Linked DNA regions of Sus scrofa: region 2 is linked to region 1. The links are chromatin contacts, called in public Hi-C maps. All regions are on one chromosome and are shown on one strand. Each heading gives the region's core, a stretch centred on a gene start, on an enhancer-like site or on the middle of the called end of the contact. The rest is flanking DNA. Distances are from core to core; before and after follow the strand shown. Region 1 holds the start of TSEN2 (tRNA-splicing endonuclease subunit Sen2). Region 2 has its middle 36 kb from the start of RAF1.

Region 1 (4,059 bases), core at 1,038-3,537:
ATGATCCAGCAATTCCACTCCTAGAGAAAAAAGAAATCATGCTCAAACAAAAATTTGTACATGAATGTTTACAGCAATATTGTTTATAACAGTCAAAAAGTAGAAACAACCCCAAAGACTATCAATAGATGAATGGATCAACAAAATGTGCTGTATCCACATAATGGGATATTATCAGCAATTAACAAAGGAATGAAGCCCTGACGCCTGCTTCATGAACCTAGAGAGCATTACCTTGAGAAAAGCCAGTCACAAAGGACCACACATTGTATAAGACCATTAATATGAAATGCCCAGAACAGGCAAATCCAAAGAGACATAAAGTCGATTAGTGACTGCCAGGTGCTGGGGCAAGGGAGGTATGGGGAGTGACTGCCAACAGGTATGGGGTTTATCCTGAATATGATGAAAACGCTTTAAAATTAGATTGCAGGGATGGTGATGATGCATAACTCTGATATACTGAAACTGCTAAACTGCACATTTTACAGGGGTGAATTTTATGATACATGAATCATCTCTCAATAATGCTGAAAAATATCAGTAAGACAAACCAGAAGATCTCTAGTTTCATAGTTTCATGGAAGAGATGTCTTGTGCAGAACTTGGAAGGCAAAGCAAAGGAGAAAGGTTTGAGTTTGCTAGTCTCCACATTTTGAAAGGTTTCTTCAGCACCATGATAGGAGAACAGCCTAATGGGAGATTTAACACAATGATAGGAGCTCACCATCACCAAAAGGTACAACATGCTGACTGTACCACATGCCAGCCACACGCCACATACATGGGTACTACCATCCTTACTTCACAGACTAGGAAACAGAGGGGGCAGGTCATTTGCCCACAGCTATAACATGAAAGGCCAGGACGGCAGGGACACAGGGCATGGTAAGATAGACTAACAAAAGGACCCATGACTGAAGCACATACAAATGTTTAGGAAAGACTGGGCCAGTGGTCAGGTGGGATGTGAAGGCTTGGGCCCAGTGCAAGTTTTTCAGCAGGGAATGAAAACAGCAAAGATTAAGAAAATTAACCTGGGGTCTGAAAATTAACTGCAGCTCTCAAGCTTGGCTGCCTTTGAATCACATGGGGAAATTTTGAAACTCCAGGACTTAGCTGCAACTACATCAGAAAATCTGGGGTAGGACCCAGGTGATTTCAACATGGAGCTAAAGTTGGCAACCTCTGGTGATAGGATGGCCTATTCAAACTCAATCCCAACAACCATCCCCATTGTGAAGGTGAGGAAAGGAACTCAGAAGGGCTGAGTGCTATGTACCTGTAAAGGGCTGTTACTTTTCCTTTCCCAAACCTGGGCATACTGACTCCAGGCGTCCATACCGTTAAGTATATTTACTTTTCTATCAAAAGCAATGCTTGTTCCTAATCTTCCCTTGAGCAGACAAGCTAACACCTTTTAGGTGTTCAGTATACGTTTATTCCAAACAAAACAAAATAAAACGAGTGGGGGAGTAGCTTCATTTAATTTTTCCAACCCTCTGGGCCGACTTTGCTAAACCAGCCTGGTTAAAACCTCCCACCCAGCAAAGTTCAAAGTCTCCCAATTAAAAAACCTCCAAATAAGTACCTCCTAGGCTAGGAGAGGCAAGGATTAAAGGGGCAAGGCAAACAAGCCTGCTTCTGGGAAGCTTTCAAGTTAGAACACGAGACTAAGACAGGTAAACAAACAGCAGACCTGGGAAGGCTGTTGTGAGGATGAAACGGGTGACTGTGCAAAGGAACCTGGTACTGGACCTACTACGTGTAAAGTGCTAGCCAAATGCAAGCTGCAACTGCAGCTAATGACCAAAGTGGTAAGTCCGTGACTCGCTGTTACAACGTATTCCTTTGCTGGTTTCCTTCCCAGCGGCTAAGGCTCCTCTCGGGCAGAGCCAGTATCGAAGTCCGACGCCCCCAGCACAGGACGTGGAGTCAGAGCTCCCAGAAAGAACACAAAAAACAGGGCTACAGGTACAAGAAGAAGGAGGAAAAGGGCTAATTCCGGTTGAAGTAGGAAGGCTGGCCCCTCAGCCCGGCCGTCTGGTGCGGCTGTGCGACCGGAGGAACGTCTCTGGGCCGTTTCCGCTTTCGCCCTGGGGGTTTTCGGAAAACAGGACGTCTCTCCCCAAGGCGGATCCCTCAGTATGCAGCTCAGCTTCCCGGGACACCAGCGGCTCCCAGTCCCGCGCCTTACCTTCCTGGGCCACATGCGATCGCCGTTACCCCGGTAACGCCAGCTGGCGGTCGGACACCACTGCCGTCAAGCAGTGCGGCCGCAAAGCGGGACAGCTGCGCAGCCGCAGAGCACGGGGGAGGACTCACCGGGTCTTTGTAGAGCGCACCTGCGCAGAGCCTTAAGGCGGGTGCTTTGTGTGTACCGCATGCCCTTCACCGCATGTCCTCTTTCCTGCACACACCGTGATTGTACTGACAGCCTCAGTATATACATGCTGTTCTCATCCCCACAATAGTCCCGCAAGATCTGTTTTAACAGATGAGATCGAAGTTACATGTCCATATACACATAACTGGGAGGTATTGGAGTTAGAGAAATATGACAAAAATGGAACCCAGGTCTTCAGATGTCGGTTCTCAGCCGCGGGGCGATGGGATGCTTGAGACGACCGGACTTGAAATGACCCCAGCCCTGGTAAGCAATTCCTCTGAACTCAGCCTGCAGACTTCAGCTTTCTCCATGCTTTTAAGTGCAGCACGCAGGGAAACCTGTAAGAAAGTGCCCTCTCGCAGACACCTGACTCAAAGCCACTGTGGGCACAATAGGCCGGCAGTTAGACCAGTATTTGCAGCCCTACCCCGCCCCCCACCTCCTCACCCTGTCACCAGCTGTGTGGTCTCCAATGAGTGACTTAATCTTTCTGAGCCACAATTTCCTCTACTGAAAAAAAGGGTCGTCAGGATTATGAGGGATGAGCAAAACGACAGTGCCTTGGGAAGAGTAAAAGATTCTCCTGACCAGGAGGCTTGGTAGGGAGTCCAATATATACCTTTCCACATATGAATCCCAGGGTCCCCAGCACACAAACCATGAGTGCAAGGCGGGTAGGTGACAGGGAAGGATGGCAAATAATGCCAGAGAGATTTAAGGGGCTAGGTGTGACAGGCCTTGAAATCTGGACTTTTCCCAGCTTTCTCTGGTCTCCAGGGCTTCCCACACACTGTTGCCACTTCCTGGAACATCTTTCTCCTCTGTCTGCAGCAGTGATTCCTGGTCACCCTACAAGTCTCAACTCAGATACCTTTTCCTCAGGAGACCTCCTCTTGCCTCCCCATGCTGGCTTGGGTGACTGTCCCCTGTGTTCTCATGATAGTTGGGGGAACTCTGTGTTGTCCCCGTTCCCTGGTCCTCCTTAACTGGACTGTGAGCTCCTGGTAGGAAGAGCTCAAGATGTGGTATTCTGTGGCTGGTCAGCCTGTAGGAACCTTAACTGCTCCCTAAAGGAGTTCAGACTTCAGAGAAATCAAAATCAGAATTAGCTTCAGCAGGAGTTCCTGTCCTGCTTCAGTGGTAATGAACCCGACTAGTATCTGTAAGGACTCGGGTTTGATCCTTGGCCTTGCTCAGTGAGTTAAGGATCTGGCACTGCCATGAGCTGTGGTGTAAGTTGCTGATGTGGCTCTGATCCCGTGTTGCTGTGGCTGTGGTGTAGGCCGGTGGCTACAGCTCTGATTGGACCCCTAGCCTGGGAATTTCCATATGCTGCAGGTTTGGCCCTAAAAAGACAAAAAACAAAAGAAAACAAACAAACCAAAAAACCCAACAACAACAAAACACAAAAAACTTCAGCAGTAGAGCCTTGAAGAAAAGGGAGAACTTCAGCAGGGTGCACAGAACAGTGATAAGGGGATGGAGTGGGGAGGGAAGAGAGCTGGAGGGAGGCTGTGATATTGCACCAGAACATGCCAATTTAGGCTTTAGAATTGGAAGGTTTTAAAAATGAAAGGGAACTCAGAGGTTGTCCAGTTCAACTTCCTTATTTAACTGATAAGAAAAAAGGCTCAGGAGTTCCCGTCGTGGCGCAGTGGTTAACGAATCCG
Region 2 (4,059 bases), core at 551-3,050, 210 kb before region 1:
GGATTTGTTACAGGTTAATGGAGGCTAAAGAGATCACAAATGTAAACATAATCTTGAGTTTTCCTCTGTTAAAGAGGACATGATTGGGGAGTTCCCGTCATGGTTCAGCGGTTAATGAACCCGACTAGCATCCACAGGGACATGGGTTTGATCCCTGGCCTCGCTCAATGGGCCCGGGATCTGGTGTTGCCATGAGCTGTGGTGTAGGTTGCAGACGTGGCTCAGATCCCGCATTGCTGTGGCTGTGGTGCAGGTTGGTGGCTACAGCTCAAATTAGACCCCTAGGGAACTCCCATATGCTGAGAATGTGGCCCTAAAAAAAAAATAAATAAAGGCATGATTGGGACAATTGGTAAAATCTGAATAGGGTCAGCAGCTAAAGCATTATTAATGTGTCCCTTTGAGACATAATTAATGTATTAATGTTAGTTTCCTGGTTTTGATCATTGTACTGTGGTTATATAAGAGAATGTCCTTGTTTTTAGTAAACACACTGAAGGACTTAGTGGTCACAGGCATTATGTCTGCAACTTGTTTTCAAAGTCAGGGGAAAAAGGTAAAAGATTGCTGTGGCTGTGGTGTAGGCCAGTGGCTACAGATCTGATTTGCCCCCTAGTCTGGGAACATCCATATGCCACAAATGCGGCCCTAAAAAGCAAAATAAAGAAATAAACGAAGGATTAAAATAAATGTGTTAATATGTTAACATTTAGAAATCTGGTGAAAGGAATATAGGATTTTTTTTTTTTTTTGGTTCTAGTCCAACAACTTTTCTGCAAGTCTGAAATTATGTCAAAATAAAAAGGTTTTAAAAATGTAATACTTGTTAAGATCAGAGGTTAGCAGGAGTTCTTGTCCTGGCGCAGCGGAAACGAGTCCGACTGGAACCATGAGGTTGCCGGTTGATCCCTGGCCTTGCTCAGGGGGTTAAGGATCCGGCGTTGCTGTGAAACTGTGGTGTAGGTCACAGACACAGCTTGGATCCCACGTTGCTGTAGCTCTGGTATAGGCCGGCGGCTACAGTTCTGATTAGACACCTAGCCTGGGAACCTCCATATGCCACAAGTGCTGCCCTAAAAAGACAAAAATAAAAATTAAAATTAAAAAATTGTTCGGCATTATCTAGTAAGTCATAAAGATTCCACACTCTGGCAATTTTACTCATAGATGCATAACTGGACATATGCATGCACATATGCAGTGAAACATGCACAAGAATGTTTACAGTACTGCTGTTTCAAAATAGTCAGAAACAGCCCAGTGTCCATCAACGGAGAATAGACTGTAGCACAGTCACCGAGTGAAATTATATAGAGCAATGAAAATGAATACACTCTACCTGTACCCAACACCACAGATGGAGTTTATAAACATTGAGTAAAACCATGGGATTTTATTTACATAAAGTCCCCAAACAGACAAAACCAGAGCTATGTTGTTTAGGGTCTATATACAGGTAATAAAACCATGAAGGAAAGCGAAAAAAAGATTCTCAGCGCTGGGAGAGGGTTTATCTGTAGAGGGAGGCTTGTGATGCGGGAGGGGGGTCTGAGGAGTTTGTCTCAGGGGCTGGCTGGGCTGTTTCTTTACCAGTTGGTGGTTACACGGAGGTTTTCTTTCTAACTATCTTTCATGCTGTGAGTACATCTTGGATACTTTTCTGCATATTCCACAGTAAAAATCACTGGAATCCAGTATGAAAAACAAAAAAGTAATAATCTTCGCTGTTTGCTTAATTGAAGGTGCTATGACAGAGCACGGACGCAAGAGGGAGACGCTAACCTCGGGAAACGGAGGTTTCCTAGCAACGGAGACAAACATGAGGGAGGACCCTTCCAGAGAGTGGGTAACCGGGGTATTCTGGCTACAGCGCCTGCCAGGTGGACCCGAGGTCCGCTTCTGGTACCTGGAGCGTCTCTGTTGAGCCTAGAGCGCCCTTGACCTTTCCTGATGAGAGAGGGTTTTCTTCCAAACGCAAGGTAGGGTCCGCAGAGCCGAGAGGCTGCGCCCTCGCATGGCGAAGCTCTTTTCCTCCCTGAGGACCCTTCTCCTGAAAACTCCAAACACATGGTGGAGTTTCTCTCTGAAAACGGAAAAAATAAAAAGGGACTTTGCCCACAGCCTTCAAAGGCACCAGGTCACAAAAAAAGAGAAGGCTTTCAAGCTTTGGGATGTGGTTGGAAGTTTTCTGGATTATTTACAAAACAGAATGGTTTAAAATAAATTAGTAAATAGGTATATTTGAAGCTAAGTAGGGGTAATAGTAACGAATACACGCAGAAGAATACAGTGTGAAAAAAAAGAGCTTTCCCACACTTTGAATGCTTGATTTCACAGTCACTCGGGAGTTGGTCCACTTTGTAGATGTAGAAACTGAAGCCCAAAGATGTTAAAAGGTGAGAAGTCCAGAACTTTCCTCCCAAACTCATTTAAAAAGGAATAAGTAGTTACAAGCTTATTTTTATAGGGGAAATAAAGCTGTTGTCTCCAATAAAGAAATGAAAATGAAAACTGCAGGAAAATAACTTATTTTCTCCATTAAATTAACATAACTATTTTAAACCATAATCCCTCACATAGGGGAGGCAGTTTAGAAACTGGCAGTCTTTACCAGTACTTAGTGGCAGTGGAAACCAGTAGCCACTCTTTGGAAGAGCAATCTGGCAACACCTAAAAGGAGCTATAAAAGTGTTTCTACCCTTTGATCTGGCAACCCCATTTCTGAGAACCTATCCAAATAACATAATTTGAAATTTGGGGAAAAGCATATGCACAAATACAGCATTATTTATGATGGCAGAAAACTTAAAACACAGGACAACTGTTAGGTGGCAAAGGAAACAAACATAAGTAACATTAATGCCTCCATTTAAAAAGAGGATAATTTTGAAGCTTGTGGCGTCATGGGAAAAACTGCTGTGTGATATTATATGGAAAAAAAAAGCACCTACAAAATGGCCTGGACACTAATCAAGCTTGTAAATACATATGATCCAATTGACGTGAGGTAGAAGTGGCAGAAAGAAAAAATGTTAGGGAAGTGGGAATGCTTTTTTTTTCCTTTTTCTTTCTTCCTAATTTATTGAAGTATAGTTGATTTACAACATTAGTTTCTGCTGTACAGCAAATTGATTCTGTTATATATATACATGCATACTTTTTCATATTATTTTCCGCTATAGTTTTAATACACAATGCTGAATATAGTTCCCCTCTGCTATGCAGTAGGACCTTGTTATTTATCCATCTCATATACAATTGTTTGCATCTGCTAACACCAAACTCCCAATCCTTCCCTCCCCCACCCCCAGGGAATGCTTTTTTCCTGTTTTGTTTTTTTCACAACATTTTCCTCCCGTTTCACTTCCACTCGGAATTAGTTTTTCTTGTTTTCCTTTTTTTTTTTTCTTTTATGGAATAGCTTTCTCATATCAGTTGGGTATGTAATGCTTACTTCAGGAAATTCAGAAAATATAAGAATAGGAAATACTCTACTCACAAAGAAACAATCTCTGGTAACATTTTAGAGCAGTGGTTCTTAAACTTGAACATGCATCAGCTGGAGGCCTTGTTAAAGCCCCATTGCTGAGTCCCGCTGGGAATTTCCAATTCAGTAGGTGGGGGTGGGGCTCCAGAATTTACTTTTTTAACAAGTTCCCAGGTGCTGCTGATACTAATCGTCCCCAGACCACACTTTGAGGACTACTGCCTTAGTGGGTAGCCTTGTAAAGTCTTTCTGTGTGTCACATGTCTAGGTGCGTCACCAACAAACGACCATTTAGGTTGTTTTCCCAAGAGCAATCTTTGCTGCGTCCTTAATTGTGAATAATCTGAATAATTAAGATGCTCATCATTATGTATTCATTAACTTAATTATTAAAATTATTAGGATTACATTTCCAAATCTAAAAGTGGAATCGGGTCAAAAGACCTGTGTGTTTTTCAAGCTTTGAAAACATTGTCCAGGACTTCCCGTCATGGCTCAGTGGTTAACGAATCCAACTAGGAGCCATGAGGTTGCAGGTTCCATCCCTTATCTCTCTCAGTGGGTTAAGGATC

Evidence for each region. Hi-C and Micro-C count contacts between places; a contact is called where the count stands out from the background.
Region 2: a Hi-C map of fetal heart ventricle shows a contact between it and region 1, with 2.4 times the contacts expected there. The contact joins the enhancer-like site here to the promoter of TSEN2 in region 1. A contact is called at or near these places in 3 of 47 Hi-C or Micro-C datasets (fetal heart ventricle, heart right ventricle and liver) and 1 of 2 datasets of contacts at active chromatin or transcription factors (alveolar macrophages).

The regions. Positions count from the first base shown.
Region 1 is chr13:68,478,970-68,483,028 of Sscrofa11.1, reverse strand. It overlaps TSEN2 (tRNA-splicing endonuclease subunit Sen2), which reads right to left and starts at 2,287. Exons shown (of 13, transcript XM_003132372.6): 1 at 2,198-2,287; 2 at 1-20.
Region 2 is chr13:68,692,267-68,696,325 of Sscrofa11.1, reverse strand. No RefSeq gene overlaps it. Among named protein-coding and RNA genes, the nearest start is that of RAF1, 36 kb to the right of the region's middle. Within about 2 kb of position 1,800, at least 32 of the 83 cell types and tissues checked have an H3K27ac peak or open chromatin away from gene starts, as enhancers often do. A contact at or near this core is called in alveolar macrophages, where this site is marked.